Linked DNA regions of Gasterosteus aculeatus: region 2 is linked to region 1. The links are chromatin contacts, called in public Hi-C maps. All regions are on one chromosome and are shown on one strand. Each heading gives the region's core, a stretch centred on a gene start, on an enhancer-like site or on the middle of the called end of the contact. The rest is flanking DNA. Distances are from core to core; before and after follow the strand shown.

Region 1 (3,078 bases), core at 203-2,702:
AAGGCAATCAATAACAGTCTCTCATTAGACGCACCAAAAAAACTGGAAAACTACTGAATTGTTGGGCTACCCGTTCTCTCTTCAAGCTTGGCATATTTTGGGGTGTTACACATGTTGCACTCTGACCTCCTAGCCCAATTGACATTTCCACATCTGTATGAAGACAGAAGGAAAATAAAAACAGTCAAAACTGAACATTGTCTCAACTGGCTAAAATATATACATTTCTCTCAGGAATTTCACCCATTTTGGAACATCTTTGTATTTACACCACACTCTGGATTAACGAAACATTTTTCATATTGCCTAAAAACACGTACGTTTTGCATTGCCAATCATTTGCACTGAAGAGGCCTCTGCTCTTCTCAGCCAGAGTTTTCCCGATCTCTGTGCCTCCAGCTTTCATCATCTTTGCCTCTGTGGTTTTCTCTGTGGAAGCAAAACAATGGCATTTAATATAGCTGCTTTTGGACAGTACGTATCAAGCGTCTTCCAAGACACATTAAATGGACATAAACGACTCACCCCTGCCACATCTGTTACAACTTGTTCTTCTAGCGAAGTTCACGTTTCCGCACCTGCAAAAAGCGTGCAGAATAAATAGATATACATCACCCCTTAGCCATGAACCGAGCGTGCTACACAAAAAGAGGAGTAGCTCAGAGCGGGTCTATTCATGGTGCATGTGCCTCAGCGTTAGCTTGTAGGCACTCACACGTCAGGTGGCCTGTGCACGGACGACCGGCAGCTGGCCTGTCATTCACGGACAGACATTTGGCTTTTAGTTGCACTGTGAAACTCACGACAACTTGACTCCTACGACGCTGTAAACACCGCCCACAACGCTGAGTGGGGACTCTCACCCGACCCTCAGAAGCTAACGATAGCTAGCTTGCTAACGTTGAAGTCTGCGCACACTGACAACTATTGTGGAGACCACGCCACGTAAATTGCAAACACAGCCCCTCAACCCGCAATGCTTGATTTATTCGCCGCGTTTATTTACCATTTAATAAAGCTAATAAAGTATAAAAACGATGTAATTGTTAGTTGCTAGTTTACTCCGCTAGTCGCCGTTAGCGTGAAACGCCAGAAGGCCTAATGTTGAGCTAACCACCGTTTGCATGTTAGCTGACAGCAGTTTAAACAAAAACTATAGTGCTGCATTTAACGATTGAGTACGTGAAATGTTCGAAAACAGAGGAGCACTCACTTCTTATCAGGACAAATCCAGTCCCCGTCGCTAACTCGAAAACTCTTCCCCGACATGCTCGTGGCTGTTGGCTAACACTGGCTGGCTCGTTGGTCGAGTGTGCTCGGACCGCTCTAGCAGCAGCTAACAGTTAGCCAGAGTCGGAGCCTCCGCCTCCTGATCCCTCCACTGATGCCTTCAGGTGCATATCTGGACAACTCTGAACTGCCCTATTATTTGGAAATTATGAGAAACTATCTGCGGGCAGTGTTTTCTTTCCGTAATATAAGTCAATATAATGTGGATGTATTGAAAAAAAAAAAAAAAATGCCACAAGTTCATAACAGAATTATAGCTGCAATAATTCTCCCCCAATTCTTCCGACCCCCACTGGAGACGCAAATGCAGCAATGATTTATTAGAATCGTAAAATAGTCTCCTTTATATGTGGTGGTGGTGTGGTATTCGCCTAATCGGGCTCTGCCAGTTTGATGTATAGGGTTATTAATAAAAGCTATATCCAAGAAATGTCTCAGGAACTTATCAGAAAATATGCATGTTCTTAGTAATACAGATTGCAAATTGGCTATAAAGAAGCAAAACATGTATGAAATAAAACTAACTTTACGTCCCTCCAGCTAACGTGTTAGCCGTTAAATTTAGTGTATTTTTTTCCTTTATTAAATACTTGTTATTTATGAAGGGGGAAATAGGGCAGGGAGTTGGAAATTCAATATTGTAATTTAAGAAAACGGAAAGTATGCAATGCCATTGTTGATTAGAGTAAAATAGGATGGAAGATACTGAGACTGAGACAGTGCATTTCCGTTTGGAATGATGAATATGTTGCACTCTTAATCCAAATTCTAGGAGTTTAAGAACTTGATCTTTCCAGTGTTGTTTTACTGCAATGCCAGTATTTGCCACTAGATGGCAATTAATGCCAACGTTTAAGACTGCACATTATAAAACTTAAGGTTTTGTTTTGTTCTGTCTTTCCTCCACCGATTGTCACCCATTTTGCTTGTTCATCTCAATCAGAGCAGTGTAAGGTGATGTGAAAATTAACTTTTAAGAGGGGCTATAGATTGTATGCTAACAGGTAGTTCTCTAAATTCAACATGCAAATGAATATCATGAATATATATTAGTCTTTTGCATGTTCAATATAGGATACATTATAATTACATTTTCATTCAAAATTATTTTGTGAGTTTTGCACAATATACTCTTCTTTTATTGTCACTTTCACAAAGAAAAATCAAGAGGATTACTGTTAACTTGCCAGGTGTATATTATGTATTTTATCTTGATAGGATATTACATATTTAAAATTATATTGTCATTAATTTCATATCCTATACATGTCTTGCAAAATGACTGACTTGACGTTGCATGAAAAGGGTCAGTGCAATGACAAAATACATTTCCTATTTCCTTGTGAGATAATTGTACCGCTCTTATTACCCGGTATTTAAGATTTAGAAAGTAAGATGCAATATGTTTAGGTGTGATTGAACAAAGGAAATGCTTTAGGTTGCACTGTGATAATATACAGCAGAGCTTAGGCTGCTCTAGAGGCGCCCCTGTCGCTCCAATCTGCAGTTGGTGAAAGTTAAAGACTCTCGGAGGTCACCGTCACAGCTGGTCCGTGAACCTGAGGCCACACAAGTTCCCATTTTCAGTGTTTCAACTGGAGTCTCCCACTTTCTTTCATTTACCGTCTGTTCCTGTTGCCTGTTTTTACAAGGCTGACATGTTTATTGGTGCATGTCTTTTATGTCTTGGACACGATGGGGTTTATGTAACGGAGTACACTCAAGATGAGCTGAACAAGACTTTTTAATCATACATAGCTTTAATCATCATGTTTCTGTTAGGGAGAC
Region 2 (3,148 bases), core at 633-3,132, 190 kb after region 1:
TGCTTTCACAAAGACCACATTAGCTACGTTTCATATTATAGGTAATTGATGCAAGACAAGAAAAGAAGAATTTCATTTGGTCTAAAAATCTTTTATAGGGAAAAGGTTACTTCACCGCACAGGTTTTAAAAAATCACTTGGGCATCTCACTCCTTTATGGGGTGTTTCTGCTGCATGGTACAGCCCTATAGATTCCACCCGGCTGGGATGTCTTTTGGTGAAAAGTCCCTTTCTTTGTCGCGTGTCACCTCAAAGAAGGCAAGCTTCTCAGCTGACCAGCGAGGAACGTGACATTCTCGTTATATCAATTCAACAGGACACTTGCTCACCTTATTTCACAGAAACCAAACAGTGGAAACCCTGCATGTAGTATATAAGGTGGACATTGTTGTTTTTTATGTTTATGTTTGTCATGTATGATTATTCACAGGCTACATGGGGCTAAAAAATCCCCCCTGTTTGTGGCAATGCCCACCCATTAGCCTGAAAGTTAGATTCTTTAACAAATATGTTTTTAGATAATTTATTATATTAAATTACAAAAAAGAACAAGATAGTCACATTGTTAAGTTGACTTTATTTACGTTGCCAGAGTACATAAGCTAAGCCTAGGATGAAGACTGGAAACAGAATATTGTATCCTGGTAAAAATAATTAAGCTTACCACTAAAGCTCATTAATTAAGATAGATAGATAGATTGATACTTTATTGATCCCAAAGAGGGAAATGTTGGTATCACAGCAGCATGTACAGGGAACAAAACAGAATTAAAAGATACACATTATATACAATATAACAGGATACAAAAAATTAAATTATTGAATAAAATAAAATAAACTAAACTAAAACAAAAGAATAACCTTCAAGACAGTGCAATAATAATAATTTGTAAAAGAGGAAGAGGAAGAGCCGCAACATCACAGAAGTACAGGGTTGTTATCGTCGTTATTTAGCCAGAGATGATTTATTGTAAAGTGTCATTGCACTGGGCAGGAATGATCTCCTGTATCAGCCCTTGTGACAGCGGAGCTGAAGGAGTCTGTTGGCTTAAACCATTTGTTTCTTCTTTATTTAATCCATACACAAACATGTGTACTATTCATTCACTGCAGTGTCTCTTCTGGTTATTGTTATGCTCCAAGAAATAATTGCAGCACACGAGTCCTTATTTTGCTACATCTCTAAGGATTACCAAACATCATCAAGTTACTTAATAAGGAAGCATTTTATGTTCTCCTATTTGATATTTTTTTTATTTCTTTACTTTGAACAGCGCCAGGCTTCCACTGCCTCTCCATCTCTTCTAAAACATTAACCCTAATTGCATCACAGCTGCATGTTTTCAGTATAGTTCTGATGTTCTTTCTCCACTGAGAATATTCAGTAAACTAAGAGCAGATCAAGTTCTACCAAATTTCCTTGCTCCATTTCTAATTCCAAAGGCTACATGGAGGATTTGTTCCTGATGGGTTAACCATTCCTGTTGTAGAAACTCTTAATTGCATCTCGTTACTGTGTGGTTGAATGAACCGCACCGTCAGTGTATTACACAGTGTAAATTCTGGTCTTTGCAGGGATCAAACCTGATCAAACCTGCGAGCCTCCAGTCATGCAGCTAATCTCTAATCACCGTGTTGCCCTGCCATATGCTCACCTCAGTATGCACACGTTTACTAACTATAATAAAATCTGCCCGCTAGATGCTTTCATACCACATAACATGTTCAAAGATCCAAACTTGAGACTAATCTCACCTGATAACAGTTTTTTTTATGTGTGTGTTTTCATATTATTCTAAACCACATGCACGAGCACCACATCAGTGAACTCCCCTTGTCTTTATCGCCTAGAATCTTGATCAACTGGGTGGTTGCCATGGCGACCACTCTTTCACTGTTTTCACTGAATGGCGCCTCCTTTCACCGTAAATTCTGAGCCTATAGGACTGCACATGAAGAATTAGTGTAGTCACGGCTGCTGAACAGTTACCTCAGCGCTGCTCTTTCACGGGGCGGCGGATGTGGCTCAATCGTCTCGTGTCGTCACTTTGATTCAGAGGAGGAGAAGGGGAACTGAGTTACGTACTTTGGCAGTGGGGCAGATTTTCAGATTGTATTCTTCGTCGGTTATGTAAAGTTTATTTGGGGTGTGGTGGGGAGGAGGAAAGGGTTCTTAATAATGCAAGAACTGTGTTATCAGGTCTCTGACACTCCACGCACAAACAATGGATGTTGTGATAAAAGGGATGCCTCTCATGATATTGTACATCGTCCCCATGTGCATAAAGTGTAATTCCAAGATTCACTCTCTGACATGCCACTTTGATGTGTGCATCTGCATTTGTGGTTCAAGTAGGACAAGAAAAAGAGAAAGAACAGCACTGATCTGAATAGGAAGACATTACATCTTATAGAAAAGAAGGCTCCTTGTGTCACTTGTAAGATCAACAGTGCCCCCCCCTGGATGATTGACTGCACATAATGTCCTTAATTCAAAACTTCTCCGAAATAGTTATTTGGGAAATTGAATGAAATCTACATGTTACAGTAGCAGTCCACCTCCTCATTGAATCCAAACTTTGGACTCGTACTGCACATTGTGTTCATCTGCAATAATGGTGATCAGGTCTGATCAGTGAGAAGGCCGCCTAACAGATATTTAACCATGGATGTGTTTGGCCTGCTCTGCTATCAGACAGAATTACGGCGTTGGAGGATCAAAGATTATGATTTGAAAAAAAAAAAAAAAATCTGCGGTTTTAGCCACTGCTAAATTCTCCACTATGCTCACCAGCTACAGTGCGTGTGTGTGCGCATTTCCTTTAAAGACCATTATTGTTAGGGGTTTAAGTCCGGGTGGGCTTATTCAGGTTGGTGGCAAGGAGCTTCACTGCAACTATAAGCCACTGGCACGCTTTTTGAGTTTTTAATGTGCTTTTTTAGACATCTCAGAGAAATTGAAAAGATATGACCTCAGTAAAGGGACCTTGGTACTTGCTCTGCGTACATATATAAGATCGTCCAGACGTACAGCATAGCTTTAAAACACCATCCTATTGTACACACGGTCAATATATTATTCAGCCTGTACACACCAACAACGTCTCCATAGTAAGGTACTGCAGCAATTAGGTTCTATGAAACACTA

What was found. Hi-C and Micro-C count contacts between places; a contact is called where the count stands out from the background.
Region 2: a contact with region 1 is called in a Hi-C map of skeletal muscle, with 2.9 times the contacts expected there. The contact joins the enhancer-like site here to the promoter of zranb2 in region 1. A contact is called at or near these places in 3 of 6 Hi-C or Micro-C datasets (liver and skeletal muscle).

What each region holds. Positions count from the first base shown.
Region 1 is chr8:14,931,620-14,934,697 of fGasAcu3.hap1.1, forward strand. It overlaps zranb2 (zinc finger, RAN-binding domain containing 2), which reads right to left and starts at 1,453. Exons shown (of 10, transcript XM_040184290.2): 1 at 1,214-1,453; 2 at 526-578; 3 at 321-429; 4 at 71-153. The coding sequence starts at 1,269.
Region 2 is chr8:15,119,604-15,122,751 of fGasAcu3.hap1.1, forward strand. No RefSeq gene overlaps it. Among protein-coding and RNA genes, the nearest start is that of vtg3, 14 kb to the right of the region's middle. Within about 2 kb of position 1,883, at least 1 of the 9 cell types and tissues checked has open chromatin away from gene starts, as enhancers often do.